Regions from separate parts of the Mus musculus genome. Here regions 1 and 3 are each linked to region 2. A link is a contact called in public HiCAR-type data. All regions are on one chromosome and are shown on one strand. The core of a region is the stretch at or near the end of the contact, and the rest is flanking DNA. Distances in the headings are between cores, read along the strand shown. Region 1 overlaps Gm32555 (a long non-coding RNA gene). Region 2 has its middle 74 kb from the start of Gm40925. Region 3 has its middle 52 kb from the start of Gm22157.

Evidence for each region. HiCAR-type assays count read pairs that join an accessible place to other places.
Region 1: a contact with region 2 is called in a HiCAR-type map of fibro-adipogenic progenitors, with 7 times the contacts expected there. The contact joins two enhancer-like sites. A contact is called at or near these places in 4 of 484 Hi-C or Micro-C datasets (bone marrow-derived macrophages, muscle stem cells and nephron progenitors), 2 of 115 datasets of contacts at active chromatin or transcription factors (embryonic stem cells and fibro-adipogenic progenitors) and 1 of 9 other capture datasets (embryonic stem cells).
Region 3: a contact with region 2 is called in a HiCAR-type map of fibro-adipogenic progenitors, with 4 times the contacts expected there. The contact joins two enhancer-like sites. A contact is called at or near these places in 6 of 484 Hi-C or Micro-C datasets (cortical neurons, liver, muscle stem cells and 2 more) and 2 of 115 datasets of contacts at active chromatin or transcription factors (embryonic stem cells and fibro-adipogenic progenitors).

What each region holds. Positions count from the first base shown.
Region 1 is chr13:41,991,300-41,995,992 of GRCm38.p6, reverse strand. It overlaps Gm32555 (a long non-coding RNA gene), which reads left to right. Exons shown (of 5, transcript XR_873299.2): 4 at 111-261; 5 at 1,748-3,275. Among named protein-coding and RNA genes, the nearest start is that of Gm32555, 27 kb to the left of the region's middle. Within about 2 kb of position 1,697, at least 3 of the 459 cell types and tissues checked have an H3K27ac peak or open chromatin away from gene starts, as enhancers often do. A contact at or near this core is called in fibro-adipogenic progenitors, where this site is marked.
Region 2 is chr13:41,748,538-41,752,862 of GRCm38.p6, reverse strand. No RefSeq gene overlaps it. Among named protein-coding and RNA genes, the nearest start is that of Gm40925, 74 kb to the right of the region's middle. Within about 2 kb of position 2,167, at least 42 of the 459 cell types and tissues checked have an H3K27ac peak or open chromatin away from gene starts, as enhancers often do. A contact at or near this core is called in fibro-adipogenic progenitors, where this site is marked.
Region 3 is chr13:41,951,195-41,955,632 of GRCm38.p6, reverse strand. No RefSeq gene overlaps it. Among named protein-coding and RNA genes, the nearest start is that of Gm22157, 52 kb to the right of the region's middle. Within about 2 kb of position 3,007, at least 10 of the 459 cell types and tissues checked have an H3K27ac peak or open chromatin away from gene starts, as enhancers often do. A contact at or near this core is called in fibro-adipogenic progenitors, where this site is marked.

The sequences.
Region 1 (4,693 bases), core at 448-2,947, 240 kb before region 2:
AGGCCGAACACAACACATTTGCTCTCCCCAAGTGAACTGAATTACATACAGACCATAGCACAGTTCTTTCTGAAGTAAGTCACCTTTATGGTTCTTGGTTTCTGTTATAGGTTGTGAATCCATCAATCAGAAGATGTACATCAGCAATAACCACAAGCATAATATGATCTGAGCCTCCCCGACCGCTCGGGAGGGAGCACCGGGATCCCTTGGGATATGTTGGCTCAGCAAAACTGTTTAACACTGAACAAGAGATGGCAGGTATGGCACAGTTCAAAGAGCAGCTTCCTAGAGTTCCTGAATGGCTGGGAAACAAAACAGTTCCAAGTGAGCTATGCTCTGCCCTAAGTATTTATGGAAAACTAGCGGAAGGAGGAACCGTCTCACACCCTAGAGTGATAAGGACTAAACCAAAGCCTTGTGTACGCCTGGCAAGTGCTCTGTCACTGAGCCACATCCTTAGCACTATCCAAAGTCTTACCTGGCCCCTGGGTGTACAGTGCAAATGCAAGTCTGTGCCAGGGCGCAGAGCAAGCACCGCCTACAGTCTTAGCGTTACCTTATTCCATCAACTGTGGCAATGGGATGTTTATCAAAGATCAGGTTTTTAAAATGATCTATAAAAGTCTAGTCACAAAATTGTATCTTAGCCCCAGGATATCAAGCATATTTTTAGTTTCAGGGGTTTAGTTTTGTTTGTTTGTTTGTTTGTTTGTTTCTTTGTTTGTTTGTTTGTTTGTTTAATGAAGTGGAGCATCGCTCCAAAAATTTATCTGTGTGTATGAGAATTTAAAGTATATGCAATTATTCTGAATTCTTGGTACTATTTAAACAGCTATGTGTTTGCTTTACTGAAAACTTGAAACCACGTTTAAAAAGCTATGTGGGAATTTACCTATCAAAATGGTTAGCAATTATGTATTATACATAGGGATTGGACTGTGGCTGTCTTCAATAGGCATGCAGCCCTAGCTGTCATGTAAACTATTTGTGATTCGGCTTCTCTACACTCATTAGTAATTCTGACCTCATGGTATAGAATACATACATCCTCTGAGATATATATATATCAAGTCCCAAATCCATTGGCTTTTGTTGTGTCCCAGTTCCAAGACTGTAAGGAGGTTCCATTACCATCCATTTCCAACACTCTTCTGGCTTTAGCCCTCTGCCTCCCTCTTTGAGATAGTATTTTACTGTATAACCTAGGTTGACCTGAAATTTGCTTTGTAGCTCAAGCTAGCCTCAAGTTCACAATCCTTCTTCCTCAGCCTCCCTAGTTCTAGGATTGCAGGTGTATCCCAGCATGCTCTGCTTGTTTTAGATTTGTTCAAATTACAATGAATGACCATTCTTAATAAAAATAAGCAGTAAGCAATCAACATAGTGTTTGTGAGTGATACTTTTGTTGTTTGTTTGCTGTGTGTGTGTGTGTGTGTGTGTGTGTGTGTGTTTGTGTGTGTGTGTGTGTGTGTGTTACTATGTTGGCTTGCTTTTGTCATCTGTTTTCTGAGAAATCTTTATGACTCCTACTGACTGGAAAGACGTCAAGCTTTATCCATGAGTTGCTGTAGATGACATAGCAAAGGATGTCAAAAGAGATGGACTTCTTCCCATGTGTGGCTCGGCCCTTCCTCCTGTCCCTGGGGCTAGCACAGCTGGATTTATTGTAAGCCTGTTAGCTGGAATGACGACAGTGTAGAGATGTTGCTCAATGTTTAGTCTGTTTGTTTATTTTCTCTTCCAGCCCCAGGATTCAGAGACTGTCTAGCCTTGTGGGAGCTTCCTTCCATTGCCAGATATCCCTCTTCTCCTCCCAAGCACTGAACCAGCTACCTCCTTGAACACTTCCTCTTCCCATCCTTTCTAAGACTCAGCAGTCAACGACCATCATTCTTGTTGCATGGAATTGTGACTTTGGATGTTGTACACATCTCACTCCCCGATGGTCCTTTTCATCCGTTGCCTCTAGCCCATGGATGTCAAGTGTCTTAGTCCATGAAAGAGGCTGTGCAAAATTGCCTAGCCTGGTTCATTTATTAAATAATAAAAGGGCACTGTATACTGCTGTGGAGGGAGATAGTCCAAAATCAAGGTGCTGTCAGACTCCATGTTCAGTGAGGCTGTAGTCTCCAAACAACTCCCTGGATGCTGAAAGGAAGACTGTGCCTTGTTACTCTCTTGAGGCTCACTTTTGTGAGACAGGGTTTAGAGGAAATATTTCTTTTCTGATGTATCAACCAGTGGCAGAGTGAAAGTCAGCCAGTGGGAGCTAGATGTTGCCCAAGGGCCCTCAGGAGCGAAGTGGAGATATGATGGACAGAGCTCAGCTGAGCGCTTAGGAGACGAAGAACACTGCTTCCCTGGGCACCATGACGGAGCAGAAATTCCCAGAATTCTTCACAAAATCGTACAGGACCTTCAATTATTTTACAAAAAAAAATGTGCAAAATCATGCACTTAAGATAGTTATCTAGCTATCTTTCTTTTGTACTCTTTTAAGGGATTTACTTAGCTAAGTCAGAGCCAGCCCTAACAAAATGGGATGCTGTTGAGTACACAGTGAGGGTGGGATCCACAAGAACAGAATGAGTTTTAGCCTGCTGAATATCTAGGCATCAAGAAGCATAATATATTTTCATTGAGAATTCCATGCACGTGTAATATGCGTTTTCATCGAATCTGCCACCCCTCTCTTCCTTCCCCGCCGATTTCGATTTCTCCCCACTTCTCACCACAACTTCCATCTCCACCTTCACCTTGTTTTTCTTTGTTTTTAAACCCATTGAGTCAACGTAGTAACTGCCTGTGAGTGCGTGGGTGAAGGAGTATCAACTGGGGCATGGGACTCCACTCAAGGTCTGCATCCCAGAGGAAAACGTTCCCCTCCTCCAGTGGCCATTAGTGGTCAGTAGCTTCTCTGCAGGGGTGGGGTGTGTGGAAAGTCATGAACCCCTCCCTATCAATACTGGGATCTTGGATAACTTGAGCTCTTCAGGGCACCATGAATGCATGTATGCAATGGCTCTATCATGTTCAGCAAATACCATTTCTCAGCCGATGTCCAGAATGAAGCATAATATTGCCATAATGCATCTTACTATGACTGATAGGGGATTAAATTAAACTTGGGAATGTGTGGGTTTTAGTATATATTATGCAGGTAGCGTGGCTTATACCATAAATCAGAAAAGCTATATGAATATGAATATTGATTAACGTTGGACGCCATAGTACCTGATGCGAGTGGATCTTATTAAATATTTATTGCTGAATGAAGTCAGAGGTCATCACGGTGAAGCCTTCAATTATGGGGTTTTATTTAGAATTAGCCAAATGGGTGCTCTTTCGTGACCCTAGCTAAGTCATTTGGAAAACATTTACATTATCCAATGAGTTTTATTTTTTGTGGCCTTCTTGACTATAACAAACCATACACTCTCTAGCGAGGACAAATGTCTTGATGGTCATCCTAAAGTAGGAATTTGGTCATTTTGTCAACGATGATTCAAAGAGAGTTAAAACAACATGCCATCGAAGTATTTCTTTGACTAGTATTTGTTAATTTTTTAAAAACCTTTTTCTGGTTTGATGAAGGCGTGTGAGCATGCATGTGCGTGTATGTGTGAATACCATGTGTTTCCACATGTCTCTGGGTAAATTCACCCATGTACATGGCGATCAGAGGAAGACATTGGGTTTCCTGTTCTACCTTTCTCGGACTGAATTCCCTTGAAATAAGGTCTCTCACCAAACTTGGGACAAGGCTGGCAGCCACAAGATCCAGCAACCCTCCTGTTTCTTCCTCCACAACATTTGAGTTACAGGTAGGAAAGGGGGGGGGTATAAATCTTTGAGTGATGTATGTGGAGACCAGAGGACAATTTTTTACATGGGTGCTGGGGATTTGAACTTAGATCATGATGTTTGTGCAGCATTCTTACCCACCAAGCAGTCCTCCCAGCTTCATGACAAAGGAATGCTAAGAAATAAAAAAAATTATGTCTATCTTAGTCATACAATGTGACGTATACACTCTAAATGGTTAATCGGAGCAAGGTAACTGACCCACTGTTAGTTTGTTCTGCTTGCTAGGATTTTCCTCTGTGTGCCGAGAGCACAAGAATTCTTTTCCCATTTTGTGTGACTGTGTGTGCATGTGTGTATTGTTACATATAGGATGTTGAAGATGATACTCATTATCCTGGGTACTAGATGTACAGAACTTGGTTGTCCCATAAGACTGAGCAACCGCATAGTCCACCACTCCCTGCTCCCGACAACCAGCATCTCACTGTCTACTTTTCAATTAATTAGTTCATTTTTCTTATTTTAAATTGTGTGTGTGCGCGTGCACACATCTGTGTGTATATGTGTGTGTCTGCATGTATGTGTTTATGTATATGTGCCCATAAGTACAGGAGGTCATGGAGGCCAGAAACATTGATCCATTGAAGCTGATGTTACAGGTGGTTATGAGACCCCAGTACAGGTGCTGGGAACTAAATTCAGATCATCTGCAAAACCAGTACTGTCTCTTAGCCACTGAGCCATTGCTCCATCTTCTCTACCGTCCACTTTTAATGAGCCGGATGGTTTTAGATCCCACACGTTAAGTATGTTTAACCAGTTTTTGTGTTTCTCTTTATGCACTACTTCACTTAACGTAATGCCCTCCAGAGTCATTCCTGTT
Region 2 (4,325 bases), core at 918-3,417:
AGAAGAGGCCAAAGTGAGCCACGGGCCATCAAGACTGTCATGTTTTTCCCCATACTCTATGCAAAGGCTATCAGATTCAGAAGTAGCCACAACTGATAGACAGGCTCATATGAAATCACAGCAATAGACAATGAAAACCATGAGCCAAGCCTGCCTCTGTGAAGTCCCTCAGGAGGGCAGGCAGCAAGTGCTAGGCCTCCATCTGTATTGTCTCTTGTAGGTTTGTGGCTGCTGGGGCCACCTTTGTACTTGCCCATATAGGAGTATGTGTTTCTGAGTAATAATCAAATCAAAAAAAAGGAAAGAACTGTCACAAAATGGCTTTGGACCATACAGAGAACTCTCAGTCTACCAGGGAGCCACCCAGGATCTGGGCATATAAGACCAAAAATTATTCATCCAATGCATAGTAGTTCTCCCTTGGAAAAGACATTCCAAGACCTGCATTGAGTATCTGAAACATCTAAGGGTAATACAAACCAATATATACACTATGTTTTCTCCTGTGGTAAAGTTTAATAAATTGGACACAGCAAGAGATCAACCATCATAAATAATAATAACAGGATGATTGTAGACTATAATAAAAGTTACCAGCTAGGTTGTTTATTTCTGGAATGTTCCGTTTCGTGGATTTGGGATGGCAGTTAGAGGTAAGTAAATGAAACTTTAGAATTGAGACAGTAGCTAAGAGAAGACCAATGTACTTTAATGAAAGGAACTTGCACACTCCTTAAGCTGAGCTTAACGGAAATTTCTTAAGTACACAAACCTAGGTGCTGTGGGTGTTTACTGAGGAAGAGATGGAACGTGTAACTCCAGGGAGGGGCCCATAACAGGTAACTCTAAATGATTCGTGGTCTAATGTGTTACATGCAGTCAAAGAACAGCTCCAACCCCCTCCATGGTGGATGGGTGAACACATGGAGATGCACCTCTTGCATGTTGACTGACCACCCTGCTGTAAATCACTTCGCCTTCACTCAGCACCTGTCATTTCCCGGAGTCACAGAGACAGTCACAAAAGACCCATAAGCACCAGCAGCCTTGATGGCTGTCATTACCTTAGTATCAAATAGTCCCGAAGTATATTTAGTTAAAATGTTATCATTACTAAATCTAATCATATTTACCATATGAATTCATTACAGTCTCAATACCTTAGAAGAGCGTAGCTGTTAATTGTTTTAGAGCTTTATAGTTACTGTAACAAAATGCCACAAGCTGGGCACCTTAAACACTATGAAAGTATATTTCCCCACAGATGAAGAAGCTAATCGTCTTACGGATCAAGCATAGTAGCTGTATGTCTCCTTAGAAGGTGGAGAGGAAGACCCTTCCTTCTGCTGGCTCCTGGCGGCACTTGTTTAATCACAGCAATGCTATCATCTCTGCTTCCATTTTTCTTCCTATTTGTGACTCCCCCACCCGCACCCCGCACCTTACGAGAATCAGGACTCCAGATCCAAATGTCCCTCTCTTTTCTCATATAAACCAGAGTCATGGGAGGGACATAGTGACTCCTCCAAGTCCAACATAATTCACTTCAGGCTCCTTAGCACTTCACAGATGCGAAGGTCTTAGGACAAACTTAGTTCCCTTTCTGATGGTCTGGGAGTTTGTGAATCCTGGAGGCTGCTCTTCAGCTCAATGTGACCAACTCAGCTGGAGAGGACAGGCAGGTGAGCTTCTCCCTTCAGATACAGAGACCATTGAGCAATGGAACCATGGAGCTGGAATTTCCCCAGAAGAAGGACAGGGGGAAAGGAAAGGCTGGGGCTCTACTGCCAGGCACAGGGGAGCTTGTCTTCCCCGAAGAAGTTTTTGTCACCATGTCGACAATTTTCCAGATAGCAAGAACCAGTAGCCACACTCCATCTTTTCCCTTCTCTGCTCTTGACTATTAGGGCTATTGCGTCGGCTTATTGAGGGTGAGTGGAGACAGTTTTCCTGTTAGAGCTGCAAGGTTTCAGACTTGTACTGTAAAAGCTCTAGTGTTACCACCCGATAATTCTGGTTTATTAACTGAGAGACTGGAGATTCAGAAGTCATAGATACCGAATGGTAGCTCTTAACTCTTTTCATTGGTCTGTCCCAGTGATGACTCAGTGATGAACCCGTACAGTCTGCTCCCCTTCAAATGGACATTTGTTAGTCATTATCCCAGAACCTTCATTCACCAGCGCACAAAGAGACTGACGTCATCATTCTGGTAGCAAAACCCCTGAGGGTCAGTAACATTGATGGGTTTTTCTCAATGAAGAATTACCCAAGAGAAAAAAAAAAAAGTCAGACAAAGCTGTTTCCTGCATGCCATATGATTTTCTTAACAAATCCAGTTTCTGTCTCCTTTGTGAAGACTGAAAAAAATCCAATCCTTCCTCTGTGTCTTCAACACATTAGACATTTTTCTTTCAAATCTTTTAAGCCAACATGTGATGAATGCCAGGGTAGAGAACACAGCATCGTTGTGGAAACACCTGCTTTTCTGGACCCAAGCGACTTTAACAAGTGAGTTAGGGCCAGTGACACAGTTCAGTAAGGCACTCTTTTTTTTTTTTTCTTTTAAAGATTTATCTTTTTATTTTATGTATGTGAGTACACTGTATCTGTACAGATGGTTGTGAGCCTTCATGTGGATGTTGGGAATTGAATTTTTTAGAACCTCTGCTCACTCTGGTCCCTGCTTCTTCTGGACCAAAGATTTACTTATCACTATACATAAGTACACTATAACTGCCTTCAGACATGCCAGAAGAGGGCGTCAGATCTCATTATGGGTGGTTTTGAGCCACCATGTGGTTGCTGAGATTTGAACTCAGGACCTTTGGAGGAGCAGTCAGCGCTCTTACCCACTAAGCCAGGCACTCTTTGTGTGGGTACATGTATCAGACCTCAGCACCATCAGAGAGAAAAAAAAAAAAAACATGTTTTTAATCAGACGTTGAGGACAGCCCAGAAAAGGAAACACTGAGAGCCGCTAAGGGTGGCTATGGTTTGAAAGTGTCACCCAAGAATCCATGTGTTAAAATGAACTTCGAAATTTACATGTTAGTGGTAACCTTACCTTTGTGAGGTGATTAGGCTAGATGACACAGCCAGGCGCTTACAGGAATACAATTTTTCGGATGTTCTCTTCACCCCCAGCACAGAGATTCTGAATTTGTCTGCACTATGAACCCCGCGCTAGGTGTTTAAAGATAGTTCTAATACGCAGCCAAAGCTGAAATTCCCCTCCACGTAGAAGAATCCTGCTTAAATTGTCTTCGAACCACTGGCTGCTTTCCTAGCTGCTTTGAGCAGCCAGTGCCAAACCAGATAAGCAGAACTGGAGACCTGGCCTCACTGGGTACGCAGCAGAGGTGAGCTTGAGGCACAGCCTGGAGCCAAACTCTGCTAGAGGCATGGAAGCATCTATAGAGACTTTGGGTCGAGACTTCTCACAGCTCCCTATAGACGTGAACCGATGTGTTTTCCGGGCATTGAACACCAGGCTGTGAGCACCGCGGGGGTGGCACCTGTGGGGATACTTTTGACATTCCACATCAGCATTTTCCCTGGGCCTCCAGCCTGCACATTTGAGAATTGCCAGATCCTGTCATCCCTGGAGCCTATTCCTTGAATGAAATTGCCTTCGACATGCACTCGAATCCGATTGGTGCTGTCTCTCTGCAGAGCCTGACTAACATACTCCCAAAGCGTTGCTCCTTGCATTAGTTCCTTCCTCTCAGTCTACCTCAAGCTTGCTCGCTGCCCACACTCCCTCCATCAGCCCACTCTGTATCATTTGCCTGCAGTCCCTGTGACTCATAGGCCTATAATAATCCTTCGGCTTCTGCTTGCCAAGTTCCCACTCCCTCCTCTCTTCATTCAAGAGTCTTCCCAGATGCCACACCAGCCATCCAATCAAGGGAACAACAGCCCGCGCTTCCTAGAATGAACCCAACCAGTGGAACAGAGTTAACGAAGATCAAATAAATGGATGAGTGCTGTTTGAAAATTAATTTCTGAGACTGTTCCACATACGACCCTCATAGAATGTTGAGTTCCAAGAAGGGATAGGAGCTGCTTGCTTCACAAGACACTTTGTCCCCGCCCACAGCCTGTGTCAATCTGTCAGTCTGTGGCTAATGGAGCTCATAAGCCTCTGGTCCTGGGGCAGGACTTCCTGAATGGGTGCTAAAAGCCATTGTTCTGAATAATGACAGGCTGAAAAGATAGCTTCCGCTACCTCGTAGGATGGCTTCCTATGAGAAGGTCTGGAAGAGTCAGGGAAAGTTCCTAAGAAAGTCACAATCCCTTGATACTGGCTCATCATAATGGCG
Region 3 (4,438 bases), core at 1,758-4,257, 200 kb before region 2:
GATGATAATGGACAAAACCTCTGAACCTGTAAGCCAGCCCCAATTAGATGCTATCCTTTATGAGAGTTGCCATGGTCGTGGTGTCTCCTCATAGCAATAAAACCCAAACTGAGATACCAGAGGTGGTAGCTAGGGTGGGCCAGGGTCTGGGAATTCTAGGTTAGGAGCACTGTAGAGTGTTTATGTGGCAAGATAAGGCATCAGAGAAGAAGAAACTGGAGGAGATTAAGGGAGGTGAGAAGTGTCATCATTTCCTTGTATTTGCCAACGTTTGTGGTGAAATAACAGCCTTGGGAGCAGGCAGCTGGCATCTTCACACAAAATCTGAACAGGAAAGATAAAATCAAATCACAAGCTCATACATTAGCAGAGGAGTACTATTTTCAGAAGTTGAAATTTAAAATATTCTTTTGCACGATGTATATGTATGGTGCATGTGTGTTTATGTGTGTATGTGTATATGTGTGGATTGTGTTTATGTGTGTGTGTATATGTGTGCATGTGTATATGTGTGTATGTGTGTATGTGTTTATGTATGTATGTGTGTGTGCATATGTATATAGGTATGTGTGTGTATACATAGATACACCACTTCTGAACACTTATATGCACACACAAATGTATTACAATATGGTATCTATAATAATTTAGAGGGAATAAGACAAGCAAATGGCTGCATACATTATGTCATTAAGAAATCAATGTATCCAGAATAGTGAACAAGTTTATTCAGTCACAATTGTCAGTCCATTAATAAATTGCATAACTTACTTCCATTCATTTCTCACAAATTGCTAAGTAGATTTCATTTTTTGAATGCACATCCTACTTCTTTCTGCCTATTCCGTCCGACACTCCCCTCATCTGCTATTTACTGGCATTATTCATCTCAGATTGCTTTTACAATCATTTTTGTTTTCTAGGATGGTACATTTTAAGTCAATTCCTAGCACTATTAGGAAGAGATTCACAAAGCCAAGGCCACTTACACCATAATAATGTAAAATCTATGTGACAGTGCTCAAAACAATAAAAGAGAATAAACCTAGAGCTTTAAATTGAAAATCAAAAATAACAAAAGTTTCAGTAGATCCTTCATGGGATATTTGAATCATGCCCACATTTGATCCACAAAATTTTATATAAAGTTTTATTGCTGGCTAAGACAGGATAATTTTGACTAATTTGTCTGATTCTACACTCCTTCTATTCCTTATACACTTTCTCATAAATGAAAGCTCATGTAACTGAGGCTGACGTTGCTATAAACACGCATCACCATGGCAAGGCTAATTTTTCAGATCTCCTACTAGTCACTATTCTGATGAAGTTGGCTGTGGGTTTAGGGTAATTATGGGTAACATTTAAGAATATACTAAATATGAGCTCACATCATTGATGGTTATCTGTACGATACATGGCTTAGCATGCCTGAAGTCAAAACTAAATGGGTCCATAGGGTTCTTATGTGAGTGCTTCTCAAAGAAGACAGGGGCTATCACAGTGCCAGTCATGGGATAACTCTCTAGCAGTTACTAATCATGGAGGGATCCAGAGGTCTCCAAATTAACACAGGCTGTTGCCGTTGCTCTTGGTTGTGCACCATAACTAGATAATAGGACCCTATTGCCAAACATAATATACACTTGGTTGCAGAACATAGAAAATTCACTCCCAGTCTCACCAGGAAACTCTCTTCTTGCTGCAGAGGATCTTTAGATGCTCCTGAAGATGCTATGCAGACCACTGAGTCAGAAAAGACAATGGTCTTACTAAGTGCTAGATCCTGGAATCTTCAACACCAACCTGCCAGGCAAGACTTACTAGTACAATAGAGGCATGGACATTATGGGGAAACCAAGTGGTTTCTGGATGACTTGAGGCTGCTGCATATAAAGGGACCTGGTACTGTACACCAGATCAAAAGCCCATAGCTTGGGATAGCATAGACCCTGGGAGAGGGGAGACCTACTATTGCTATTCTGATACATGGTCATGTCAAATTGCCTTCTAGATCTTTCCAGATCCCCTAGATCTGGGCTGCTCTCAACTTTGGTGAGAGAAGTTTCTTTTTTGCACTGAGCAGAGAGGACTGAGGGAACTCATAAATAGAAACACTGCTGAACCAGTACTCTACCCTAAAGAGACATCTTTATCAACCCCTCAACATACTTTGTGGACAAGACAGTAGAAAGGTTCTAAGAGCTCAAACATGGAGGGGAACCATGCAAAATTCCATCTTCTGAATAAGATGTGGCTGGCGCATCCATGAACTCACATCATCGATGATTACCTGTACAAGAACAAGCTAGCTAGAATTTCAGCATGGATGAAGGTGGGGCAGAGTAGGGGGTGGTTCCAAGGCCCCACCTCTAGCCAAGGAGCCATTAATCGTTTGGTAGTGGCTGGGGAAGGAAGAATCATTTTCCTTTGTGGGGTGTGGCCACTCAGGGACTCACAGATGCTGTGAGTATGTTTAAAAACACATGAACTTGTTCAGGGGATGTTGGGGTGGGGCGGTTCTAGGTGGGGAGTTGGAGGAGGAAAATTGGGGTAGATGTGATCACAATGTATTGCATACATCTTTACAATTCTCAAAGAACGAATGGAAACATTTGTGATTTGTAGTTTCTCCTTTCAGAACTACATCCTACCATGCAGAAAACAAAGTAACTTAGGTAATTAACATAGTACCCTGGCTCTCTAAAACGGTCTCATCTGAGAAGTGTTTATACATTTTTATAAACATTTATTTCTAGATGAAATCAGAGACCTAAAATTCAACCCCCACAAAGCAAGAAATTTAGAGAGAGAGAGAGAGAACTAAAGAGATGGAGTTACAAAAATACCCAGTGGTGTCATTTGAAAGATTGCCATCAAGACCATGTGAAACCAAGGAAATAAACAGAAAAATCTTGGATGATGTCAAAATCCCAGCAGACCTGACTTGGCAGCAATGCCTCCCAGGCACAGCCGAGAGACATGTCATGTGCTGGGATTTCCGAAGCTGCAGAGTCAGATGACATTTGTAAATCCAAGTCTGAGAGGCTTCCAGGATGCCCTGCGATTCCTTTGTCATTGTAGAGAAACCTCATAGTTGTACAGCATTTAATAGTCCCAATTTCCTCTCTTACTCACAATGCACAAATGTCACTAGATTTAGTAAATAAAATTACCCAAATTCTTTTCATCTGAAATATCCTAGCAAGATTATTATTTTCTTAATGCTTGGGGTGTTTTAATCTGTGTGCCAGTCATGGCTTCAACAGCATTTCACACATTACTGGTGATTTGCTGGTGATGGTCATGTTTGGGGAACTGTTGACTTTATTTATTGGATTGCTTGTGTGTGTGCTTAGTATCTTTAGTTTTTTATATGGTCTAAATATTAATGCTATTTATGAAGAGTAAAGAGACTAATGGGAGTGGAAGGGGGTAAGAGAGGTTCAGGCGGATGAGTGTGGTCACAATAAGAAAGGGGGATGGCAGAGGCTCCTGGGGGTGAGTGTCGTCATAGTACAGAATATGTCTAGATGAGAGTCTCACAAAAGAACTCCTCAGTTGTTTCTGGTTTTGAATTTGTCTTTTGTTTGTTTGTTTGTTTGTTGCTTTGGGTTTTGTGTGTATCAATTTTCCAAACAGGGTTCTTCTGTGTAGCCTTTGCTCATTTTGAACTCATGGCAATCTCCTGCCCCAGCTCCTCGAATGCTGTCATTATAACTATGCAATGCTATGCCCACTACTTTGTACAATGAATATGTGCTAATAATTCTTTTAAAGTTTCAGTTAACTGTGATTTTCAGGTAAACCACGCATTATTCCCCCAAGATAAGATCCAAATTAGACTTGAAGTACCATTACTACCTTAAAGCAAAAAATAAAAAAAGAAAGAAAGAAAGGAAGGAAGGAAGGAAGGAAGGAAGGAAGGAAGGAAGGAATTAAGTCAAACCATAGCAAACAAAGGACTGTATAGATAAGTAGGTCTAACATAATATTTGGAACTTAGGTTAAAATGTATTTATGCTTACCATCTGAAATTCCAACTTAACTAGAAACCAGTGCCTTCCTCCAGTAACTACCAACAAATTATAAAACTTGTAGCTTCTAGAAAGCCCACATCTTCCAGATTGTTTCTTTGTGCGAGAAAGACTCTGAGAGAAACTCAAGGCATTGAGAGAAGGGTTATTCTAAACTTGGAGGAACTCTAGTCTAGGCACACTAGCACCATTTGAATAATGGGCACAGGGACTGTTGTTTACCTGACTGTCAGCTAAGGCCAGAACTCATTTACCTGAGACCCAGGATCACAGCAAGGTTGAGAACCCAGTGTGCTTCTGCGATCACCTGGGCCATCCTTGGCTGCTAACAACAGACTTGTTCCTCTAGTGGGTGCTTTCTCCAGGCCAAACACCAGGAATCTGAGTTAGCCGACTGTCCT